Linked DNA regions of Mus musculus: region 2 is linked to region 1. The links are chromatin contacts, called in public Hi-C maps. All regions are on one chromosome and are shown on one strand. Each heading gives the region's core, a stretch centred on a gene start, on an enhancer-like site or on the middle of the called end of the contact. The rest is flanking DNA. Distances are from core to core; before and after follow the strand shown.

Region 1 (5,873 bases), core at 1,666-4,165:
AGATGCTGCTTCGTGACTGATGCTTTGCTATCAGGGATGTGTTTAAGAGCCGCTCATTCAACTCTAGCTAATGGTCTGACCAGCTCACTGACCTGTTCTTTACTGGGACTCTTAGCACATCAAGGCTGTCCTCCATTTTGCTTTAAAACACTTTAGGATGCCTTTGGACATAAAGGAGAAAATACAGCCATGCTTTGCTGTTTTGCCAAACTCAGCAACAACCTTTTGATGTGTTTATAAGTCTTTTACAAGAACATTCACCATCAAGAAAAATGGTTAGGCTGGAGGTAAAAGTGGCCAAGAGGGCATTCTGTGTGAAGAAATTGGTTTACTGTAAGTCAACTGTCCTGTGACAGACTGCAACTTAAACAGTACATGATCAAGAGTGCTTGGGACAGTCTGTATATAGATTGCCCCTGTACCTTCAGTGACTCGCTTGCCATCTCTCTTCTACGACACCTTTCATTTCTTCTGTGTCCCTTGTACCTTGGGATCAAATTGGACCTTTGCATGCTGATAATTAGCTACTTGTATGTACCACCCAGGAGGGTATATTTGCCAATGAGAAGGTCATGAGAAAATGTACATTATATACATAAGTCCATGCAGGAATCACAGGTATATATATGGTCAAGTAGAATCACTAGCCAGTGCTGTGGTTGACCGTGGTTGCCAGAGGAGTTGGAGAGACAAATGGGTGGTGGCCCAGAAGGATGACAACAGAAATACAAATCTCTGCATGGATGGGTAAAGCAAGGAGACCTTCAGGCTTAAGGCAGGCATGGGAAAGATTATGGAGGTCCTGATCCCCCTCTCACTCTCCTTCTTTCCCTCCCTCCTTCTTTTCCTCTTTAGCACTGTAGAGCTAGCTGGATAGGTGGCCCCTGACCCACTGGGCACTTCCCCTACTGGAGGACACTCTGGCAGAGTCAGTATCTGTGAAAAATGCCAGCAGATGGGCCAGCTCCACTGCGTTCAGCCCACTAAGCCGAGTCACAGATGTTATCCATATCCACCACAGTGTCCAACCCTTTGACAAACGTTTCTGAGTTCCTTGGCTCCATAAAACCCATGTGTCATTGAGTTCCCTGGGTTGAGTGCATGCTACTTCGGAAAGCATTTCCCTTGTCCATTTGTCTGATGAGATGTTTACAGACCTCCAACATCTGCATATCAGTTGGGGCCTACCCTCCCTTGTCCACTGTCATCTCCATTGCTTTCTGTGGGATGCTCACCCATGGTTAACTGTATGTTCCACTGTCATTGGGAATTGCTTAACATTTCCTTGACTCCTGTAGAACACAGATACTCTTAACCCATAGTGCAGACTGCTGGGAGCAGAAGGAGGAGGTGGTATAGTTTCACACAGTTTTATTATTTCCTGCCCTTGGTCTTAATCCCAAAGGCTGAAGATTATTTCCAAATGTGCCCTGCAACCAATCCCGTCATTACATGGGTATTAGGTCCTACAACTCAGCGTTATGGCTTAGGCATCTTCATTCCTCATGAGACTGTGTGTGGGTTTTGACATGGAGAGAAGCGCAGCCTTGTAGAACTGATTGAAAACATGTACACTGTGGCAGGGCATGCATGTGGAGTTCAGCCCAGGGCTTCAGCAGTGTGAACTGAGAATGTCAGCAGCTGCTGCCAGCAAGAGAAAGCATTTGAGAACGAGACACCTTCACCCAGTTCCTATCCAGCATTGTTTAGAAGCCACATGTAATCACATGAGCTAGTTTAATGGCATGCCGTTTCCATGTAAACCTTCTGCCACGGAAAACAAGTTTCGACAAGCAGTGACCTTCACTCAAACTCCTGCAGTGGTAGGGGGTATCAAAATGTACCTGGGAAATGGGTTGGATGTCTTTAGTCTTCTATAAATAGATTCTAGTTATCCGAGCAGAGTGCAGGGAAAGGCATTCCCAAGGTGGTATCATCATTTATCCCTGCTGTTATTTAGATTAAAAGACAACAAATGTTCATAAGGCATTTTAATGAAACTGACAAAATGTGTAAGATCATACATAGAGGCTTAAAAGAAAACACCAGTGGATGGGCTATATGTGACTTTAAATGATGTTGTTCGAAATAACTTATCTGTGCCCTGTTGATGGAGGGCTTTGCTGCTACCAGAGTGCTTTACTGTTTCTGTTGTCATATGACTATCTTGACTGCCACACACCACACACTTATGCATGTGTGTCCATCCATGCAACCCATGATACAGAAACATGTTTATATCTATGTGTGCACACATATATGCACATACATTGGTATACACACGTAAGTATGTCCAGCACATATACACATGTACAAATACACACTGATCTTCCCAGTACATACAGACACTTTGTAGACAGAAGATCCTCAAGTAGATGTTGTTGAATAAAAAATGTTTTGCTTTGCCAGGATGGCCTCATACATATTCATACGTTCTCTCTGTCTCTTTTGCATATTTTGCAAGAGAGTTGGTTTCCACTCCCACACACTGACATGCCCTGTACAAAGATCAAACCTGGTGCTTTTACTCACTTTTTGAACTTTTTGCCTTATTGACTCGATTGGTAAAGTATACCACCACTTAAGAAGGAAATGGAAAATTTAGAAGGTAGGAAGAAACCAAGAAAAGTAGGAAAGAAGATACATAGGAAGGAAGGGCAGAATGAGTGTAAGGGAAAAATGGAGACATGAAAGAGAAGAGAAAATTCAGGCGTGTTCTTTCTTGAAAAATCTATCAGACCTGGAAGGAAAGCCATTTGTTGAAGTGACCCAGGGAAGCAGAGGAATCCTCTGGATGACCCCCAGAGACTCCTTTCAGCACTAATGATCCATGAAGGAGATTTACAGACCCGCATGCACTGACCCCAAGCAAGCCTTGGCACACTGCTTCCCTCCCACTCTGGCCAATGTTATCACCTCATTCACAATGGTCACTCCCTCTCAACCTTCCCTGCTTGCCTGCTCTGCCTGCCTGCCTGGGCTGCTGGTAGTCATCACTGGCCTAGAGCCCAGAGGGTGTGTGTTTAGTACCCTGGAGGTGGGATTTGCTCCCCACATACAGCGAGGCACCAGCTGGACCATGTTTTCAACATGTTCAGCCAAGTTTTCTTTCTGGACAGATCACCCTGTGAAATCTGACTTGCCCCTGTTTGCTGACTGAGCCAGTTGAACAGTGGTCACCCTGAGATCACAGGAAACACATCCTTGCTGTAAAGTCCCTTTGGGACCCACATGGCCCTCGGATGAGCACTAATCTCGGTTTCTTATTTTATTTTTTCTTTTCCATGGGAATAAGAGTGTTTCTCTGCCAAATGGAATATTTTTATGCCTTTCTTTTAGATGTTCCTGGGAAGGATGCTTAAGGTCTGGCAATTATTGTTCCTCTTTGCATCAAGGAGAAACATGAGACTTTAATGTTGAATAACAAAGCAAAACAAAAAAAAAGGAAAGGAGGAAAAAAGAAAAGAAAGCATGCTTCTTGTATGTAATTGATTGATTGGTCTTATTTAGTGGACAAGTCTTTTCTGGCAAGGTTGAATCCATGAGTTTCTTGATGTGGACAACAGACAAGTGAGGAGAGGGCATGGTGATGGATTCTATGACTCATCCTAGCCACACCTCTTACTTAGAAAAAAAATATGTTGTGGAGATATTTAGTGGATCACAACATCTATTGGCAGCCAGATGTTTTCTTTTTGTTTGTTTCCCTTGTGAATAGACTGAAAACAAAAACAGGCAGAAAGCTAGGGGTGGGTAACTATGTTCACTCTGGTGAGAAATGAAATCTGAACTCCTTCAAGGTCCCCAAAGGGAGACCCAGAGGTGGGGGAATATAAGGGTCCCCTCCTCTGCAGATGCAGGGAGAACGGTAGGTCAAAGATGCTATTGAGAGCAAGTGCCAGAGTGAAATTTATTTTGTTGTTTAGAGAGAGATGGTCTAAATGTGTATAAATAAAGGCCTTCATGGGGCACCTTGTCCCAAAATTAGAAGGAGAAGCAGGAAAAGAAAAAACTGCTTCCTGCCTGAAAGCAAAGGAAGGACACTTGAAATTTCATCCACTTTAAGAGCAAGAGAGATCGTGGCACTGAAAAGGAGTGTGAAGGAAAGGAGGAAAGGTTTATAAAGCAGTGGGAGGATCATCTGCATGGAAATGAAGGTCCATGGGAGCATTTGTCGAATGTTCTGATTACAGTAAGTGACTAGGCAGTGGACGTACCACGGCCATTCTTACCTGGACTTTTCGTTTAGTTTAGAGCTCACAGATTCTCTCTGAGATTCTCCTTTCTACATGACCTAACCCAGTGACATCCTACCCTACATGACCTGGCCCAGTGACATCCTACCCTACATGACCTGGCCCAGTGACATCCTACCCTACATGACCTGGCCCAGTGACATCCTACCCTACATGACCTGGCCCAGTGACATCCTACCCTACATGACCTGGCCCAGTGACATCCTACCCTACATGACCTGGCCCAGTGACATCCTACCCTACATGACCTGGCCTAGTGACATCCTACCCTACATGACCTGGCCCAGTGACATCCTACCCTACATGACCTAGTCCAGTGACATCTTACCCTACATGACCTGGCCTAGTGACATCCTACCCTACATGACCTAGTCCAGTGACATCCTACCCTACATGACCTGGCCCAGTGACATCTTACCCTACATGACCTGGCCCAGTGACATCCTACCCTACATGACCTGGCCCAGTGATGTCCTACCCCAGGACCTTGGGCTCAACTTTGTTGAGTTCAGTTACATCTTTGAGTTTATTGTTTGCATTCATTTTACTCCCGAGAAAACTTAGTTTCTACAGAACTGTTTGCAGTTAGTTCCTAGGTTGCTGGGGGAAAATAAGAGTGAGTGCACACTATCACCTTCATCTTTTTTTTTTTAAAGAAAAACAATATCAGCAACACTTTAATAGCAATGCTGCTTAGTAGATGGAAAGGCAACCTGACTGTATGCCCACATTTATATGATCCATAATTACCCCACAGTACCTGTAACTTCTTAGACAGTAGGATTGATTGGTGTTTATATATAAGAGCATAATTTGTCCTTCCTTTGTTCTCTTTTTTTAATATTTTTTATTAGGTATTTTCCTCAATTACATTTCCAATGCTATCCCAAAAGTCCCCCATACCCTCCCCTCCAATCCCCTACCCAACCATTCCCACTTTTTGGCCCTGGTGTTCCCCTGTACTGGGGCATATAAAGTTTGCATGTCCAATGGGCCTCTCTTTCCAGTGATGGCCGACTAGGCCATCTTTTGATACATATGCAGCTAGAGTCAAGAGCTCTGGGGTACTGGTTAGTTCATAATGTTATTGCACTTACAGGGTTGCAGATCTCTTTAGCTCCTTGGATACTTTCTCTAGCTCCTCCATTGGGGGCCCTGTGATCCACCTATTAGCTGACTGTGAGCATCCACTTATGTGTTTGCTAGGCCCTGGCCTAGTCTCACAAGAGACAACTCTATCAGGGTCCTTTCAGCAAACTCTTGCTAGTGTATGCAATAGTGTCATTATTTAGAGGCTGATTATGAGATGGATCCCGGATATGGCAGTCTCTAGATGGTCCATCCTTTTGTTTCAGCTCTAAACTTTGTCTCTGTAACTCCTTCCATGGGTGCTTTGTTCCCAAATATAAGAAGGGACAAAGTGTCCACACTTTGGTCTTCATTCTTCTTCAGTTACATGTATTTTGCAAATTGTATCTTATATCTCGGGTATACTAAGTTTCTGGGCTAATATCCACTGATCAGTGAGTACATATCATTTGAGTTCTTTTGTGATTGTGTTACCTCACTCAGGATGATGGCCTCCAGGTCCAACCATTTGCCTAGGAATTTCATAAA
Region 2 (5,873 bases), core at 1,074-3,573, 380 kb after region 1:
GAGATGGAGACGGGGCTGTGAGATCATAGGTCTTTTCCATCTTTGCATCCTGGGTTTCTGCCATTCCTTCCCACACAACTCAAACTGCAGCCACACTGGCTCGCTTGCCATTCCCTAAACATACCCCACACTTAAGTCGGAAGAGCCTTGCACATATTGTTCTACTGCTCTCACGCCACCTCCTCATTTCTGCCCTGCAAGCTCCTACACATGTGCACGAGTCCTACCCCACTTTTTGAAATCTACCTCAATTCACAAGAGGTAAACTGTGTCTCCCACTGGCTTCCATGCTTGCCTATTTCTCCCCCACTCTGACTCTGTGTAACTGAAATGTACGTAGCTGAAATGCCTTTATTCCTCTTATGGAATAAGCTGAGCTCCTAAATCACTTTCTGTTCCGTCCTTGACAGAGAGCTCAACCATGGAGAGCAGGGTTGATAACCGTGTGCATCGTTTTAGATAAGCCATAATTCAGACACAAGAGTGACAAAAACAAGGAGAGGCTGCTAGAGGTAAAGATCTAGGTCAGGGTGAGAACTGAGGTAAAGACAGAGGTAGGGATGGAGATGGGGTGGACAGTGGTCCTAAGAAGGGGAACTGAGGTGGGGATAAGGCTGTGAATATGGACAGGGGTAAGGACAGAGGTAGTGATGGGGAAAGCAATGGGGATGGGAAAGCATGGGGTTTGGGATGGAGATGAGGAGAGAGACAGAGCTAGGGGAGGGATAGAATAAAGACAGAGACGGAGGGGGAAATGAGGATAAGGAGAGATGGGGTGGTGTTGGGCTATACATAGGGGCAGAAGGAAGAGGGTGAGATGAAGACAGAGATAAAGGAGCAGAAGCTGAATGGAGACTGCGGTGGCGGTAGAGGGCGTGAGATGGAAGAGACAGAGATAGAAATTGTGTGCTGCTTGTTTCAGTTACCAAAGGGGGCAAACCTCAGGGACAGAGAGGCACAGAACCTCTGTGCGAATGTTTACTCTGAGGGCTGTAATTTGGATAAGTAGAGGGAAAGCAGACTTCATTAAATTTGCAATGAAACTGCCGGGTACATCAGGATGCAGAACAGGGGATAATAGAGCTCCACTATGCTTTGGGTTATTTTATTTAGATTGAGTTTGATCGTCTTTAATACTGAATTCTGAGTCTCAGGAAGCGTAGACTGTGTATTTCTTTTAAGTATATGCAAAACAAACAAACAAAAAAACCAACAAAAACAAAACTAATATCTTCAACAAATAAAAAGCTGCTTTTGAATGAAGAACCATGGGAATCTCCATCACAATTACACTAAATTAATATCCCTACTAAGAGAGTGAGCTTCACAAACAATTGAAAAGGAAAGCAATACAAAAACACCTCTTTTTACACATTAGCCACCCTGCTATAAACATCAAGGAAGAGTGAGATGCCTCATGCACAGGTGGAGCATGCGGTGTCAAGATAGATAGATAGATAGATAGATAGATAGATAGATAGATAGATAGATAGATGGATGGATGGATGGATGGATGGATGGATAGATAGGTAGATAGAGAGATAGAGAGACAGAGAGATAGAGAGATAGAGAGATATAGATACTCAGGAAGCAACTTTTATGACCAGAGATGCTTTTAAGAATGAAAAATTAAGACACAGTTAACACACACCACCAATACACCACACCATAGAACATAACTTAGATGAGCTAATCTGCAAGAGTGGAGTAAAAAAATGAGGTAATGCTGTTGAGGGGATTATATTCAAAATATGGCAAGACATCAATAGTGACCGAGCGGAGGAAGGAAGGCGTCTCAGCTGTTAGCAATAAGGCAACCGCAAATTTGCAAGATGTATTAACTGCTTCAGTAACTGGTAGTTCAAGAAGTTTAATCCCCAAGACTTCATGCGACCGTCTGTGACAGGGCTGCCCGAGCTATACATCTTTTTCTTGGCCGTGGTTACTGAAATTCTTCCTCCCTTCGTCCTTCCCTCGAGGGTCAGTTCAGGAAGAAAGAGTAGTAGATGGAGAGCTGGCTTCTTGTCTTTCCTCATCCTGCAAAGACTGCCTCCACCACGGACAAGAGGAATGTGTAATGTTGCTCAGACAGGCGGAGGAACTGACACCACGTTTTCTATATCACCCAATGTGCTGAAGGGTGCAAATCATTTGTAAAAGCATTAAGTTGGTTACATTGGCTAAGCAGTTGAAATTGTAAGCTCTTGAATGTCAAGCGCTGACCCTGTGGGGTGGGGGGAGGTTGAAGTGGAATGGTGTGGTGGAGGGCAGGCTTTGGGTCATGTTTTATACTGGAAGTTTAATTGTCCTGGCAAGGATGTTGAAGTGACTCATTGAGCTGAAGTGGATTCTATCTTCCAGCACAGATTTGAAATGGGGGAGGATAGCGCAGCAATAGTATCTTTAAAAGAATTGGCTTAGTTTGCCTCAGCCCCTAACTACTTCCATGCAGATTCATTTGTTTTGGACACCAATGTTGAAAGCAAGCCAATGATAGCAAAAATAGTGTCTATGTCGCCCCTTTTGAACCCACACAAACCTTTTCACTGTGTTTAAGCCAGGGATTTTTTTTTCCAAAGAAAATTACATGTTCTTTGGTCCTTTCCGATCTTTTATTGAAGAACGTTAAATAGTTTATAGCTAGAAAGAATTATAAAGTCATCATGACACCAAGTTTGTGCAATGGTGTTTTCCAAATGTGTTTTGATTATTCTCACAGAAACTCTCATCCCACTCAGAGATGAGTGTTTCTAACTTGGCGTTGTAAGGTGAGTCATGCTGTCTGTTTATCCCCGGGACATAGGTGCTGGATTTACCTTGCTTTAAAGGAATGCTCTCTGCATGGGTTTTATAATCCTTTGCTAGTCAGTGGCCAACCCCCTGAGATGCCCCTTGTGTCACTGAAAATAGTGAACTCGAAACTCCAGCACAGAGCAACCCTTTACTATCAGCTGGGGAAATTTTCTGCTGGAAGACTGTTGCATATGCTTGCAGAAATGCTGCCTCTTAAATCCCCACCCCTAAGAGTGTAATCAGAGCTATTCCAAAGGCAAGTAGGACCAAGTAATCTCCATCCAGAGGGTGTCACAGAAAACCTGTGGATGCTATTGCTGGGCTGGGAAGGGAAATCAGGGAAGGATGCGGAGAACAGGGACATTTTGTTCCCAGAATACCTTTACTAAGAGACTCTTAAGATGAAGCTAGTAGTCACTGCATGATAAATGGGTTTTGAATCGTGTGGAAGCTCAGGGGAGGGACTGGCATTTTGATTACCCAGATTCAAATCAGACCAAGGAGAGTAGAAAGGGGTTAATTTCTTAGAAATCTCAGAAGCAGAATGAACAGGCTCCAGTAATAAAAATAAAATAAAATAAGCAGTAATGAAGCAGCTGAGTGATAGAATTTCTTTCAGTCTTTGAAGTGGGAAAGTGTCGTGATGAATTCTGTTGGTCCAGGTGAACTTGGGTCACCTACAGGAAGCTCTGCTGGCGACAAAAGAAACATAAACTTGCAGCCATGATAAGATCATTGCTAGAGGAGTCAGAGACCATCACTGTGGGAGTGACCACTGAAGGCTGGGGGGAAAGTATGCTCTCTAAACTGGAGAGAATGGAAAGATAAAGCTAGAATCCGTGTTTCTAGTCAGGCAGGGCAAATAGAAAAGGTGCAGCCCTTCTGTTTCATGGAAAGACCACCAAAAAGCATCAAGGTGGCATAGAAGAATAGTTGAAAGGAAAATGAAATCTAACAAGAGCATTTTATAAGCTAGAAGAACAGGGAAATGTGGAGTGAGTGAGGAAACCTCACAGCAAAAGGGAAGGCTGTACTGATGAAGCCTAAGTGCAGCCAAGTTGATGTGTAGTGTTATTCTGGCAGAAATAGAGGCGGGTGCATAGATAGGAGCTATTCAGTATTGGAGGTAACATATCTTCAGAGATTTAAACTCATTTAGATTCAGAAAAACAAATAAAACATCACATTTCTTTATGCCTTCCTCAGTTCCACACAGCCAAGAGTCATGTTCTCTTTACAGTGAGGTGGAAGATTATATAGCTGACTATCCAAGGTGAGAAAGCTAGAAAATTCGTGGCTCAGGGTTCCCTAAAAGAGCAGTGAGCATGGAATAACTTACCAAGTAAGAGGTTATATGGGAGCATCCTAAAAACTAGCAAGCAGTCTGTTCCCCTCCTTTTTAGCCCCCTGAACACAGCTGGCAATGCTGACTTCTGCTGAGGTTGGATGCTCCCTTAGGCAACGGGCCTGGGGTGGGGCATTGCCCAGGAGAATAGATTCATGGTTAGCAATGTTTAGAATCCTCTCAATTAATAATGCTATCCTCAACAATATTAATACTCAATTGTTCCATCATAGCGCAACATACCCTTAACAAAATACCTTGCTAATTCAAGATGCGATTCATAAACACACAAATTGTCAATATTGAGTTAATGACAAAATGAAAACTTCCTGCAATTGTCACTCTTGCTACTAAGTGTAAAGCAGTACAAACAGCCACGTCTTTCTGACTATTTTATTATTCCTTTCAGCTGGGCTTGCCATCTTTACCTCACTAAATGGATTCATGGATTCCTAGTGCTGAGAGGAGAGCAAGTTTGTCACTGGTACATGGAATGTTGGGAGAGGCGGGGCCTATGGTGGGGTGCAATGCCCTAGGGCAAATGAACAGGTTCAGGTTGGAGTGGAGTTTGAGACCAATACAAGGAGGATTAATGGCTATGATTGCCTGCCCCTGAAGCCCCTTTCTTCTTTAGTTCCTGTTTGATTAAGCTATTAGTCCCTTCCTATTCAGAGCAGAAAAGTCTACATGGGATGAGCTCCCTGTCTCATTTCTTCCATTTTTTCATCCCTCAACTTCCCAAGAGCCAAATCTTTGGCCTTAGAAAGACCAATGGAATGGGCCCACCCATTCCCAGAAGGAACTTGACGTTCTAGCCCTGAAGCTTCCTCCTCTCCCATCTTCTGTGTTTCCAGAGAATAACTCTGGCTCTATAGTCACTCTGACTCCCTGAAGCACCCGCCATCTGCCCTCTGCCCCCTCCACACCCCACCAATGACTGCAGCAAGAGACAGCTAGTGCTGAGTGTTTTGTTTCCAGTACTGAGCTTTCAGCTCAGCAATCTTCCCTTTCCAGTCCATGTGCCCCAGAGTCTGGGGAAGGACGCAAGCCTGAGCCTCAGCTGCAGATCTTCTCGAGCAGCAGCAACATAACTGCAGTCCCTGGGTGTGCTAGACTTTGTAAAAGTGTGCACGGTTTATACCCTGGGGTTCAGCCAACAGCCCCATCAGCTTTGCATACAGAAACTTCAGAAGAAGCAGCAGAATTACCAAGAGTAGAACAGGTAAGCAAGGCACCTGGGAGTCTTGTCTTAAGGCCCCGGTCCCCTGAACTGAAGTGTCTAGTATGCACTGTCTGCACATTAGAGAAAATCACTCTCTGGCTGGCACACAGTATAATTTGAAAATGTTCAGGAGTCTTTAAAAGAGCCTCTACAAACACTGTCTTTGTGCCTAGTTTTTCCTGAACTCAAGCTTTGATTCCAAGAGCAAAGAAAGTTCCAGACTTGGCCAAAACTTCAGCTGTATAGAATCTGAAGGCAGAGCTTTCTAGATCAAGTTCTAGAAGGTAGGCATGTTGTTCTATGATATAAAGCATCTCCCTCTTAACAAACTGATTTACCAAGGGATGAGCAAGAATAAAAGTAGCATAAACCCTAGAGAGACATGGACCCTTGACCTAGGGATGGGCTTTGTTTGTGGAACCATGAATGACTGTAACTTCGAGGGAAGTGAAAAAGTCAAGGAATTGGCCCAATAATAGAGAGTGGGCCAAAGAGAAGGGTGGACAAGACTTT

Evidence for each region. A called contact is a pair of places that touch in the nucleus more often than the background predicts.
Region 2: a Hi-C map of uterus shows a contact between it and region 1, with 4 times the contacts expected there. The contact joins two enhancer-like sites. A contact is called at or near these places in 1 of 484 Hi-C or Micro-C datasets (uterus) and 1 of 9 other capture datasets (embryonic stem cells).

Annotation. Positions count from the first base shown.
Region 1 is chr1:185,966,441-185,972,313 of GRCm38.p6, forward strand. No RefSeq gene overlaps it. Among named protein-coding and RNA genes, the nearest start is that of Lyplal1, 150 kb to the right of the region's middle. Within about 2 kb of position 2,916, at least 29 of the 459 cell types and tissues checked have an H3K27ac peak or open chromatin away from gene starts, as enhancers often do. A contact at or near this core is called in uterus, where this site is marked.
Region 2 is chr1:186,345,523-186,351,395 of GRCm38.p6, forward strand. No RefSeq gene overlaps it. Among named protein-coding and RNA genes, the nearest start is that of Gm35341, 59 kb to the right of the region's middle. Within about 2 kb of position 2,324, at least 19 of the 459 cell types and tissues checked have an H3K27ac peak or open chromatin away from gene starts, as enhancers often do. A contact at or near this core is called in uterus, where this site is marked.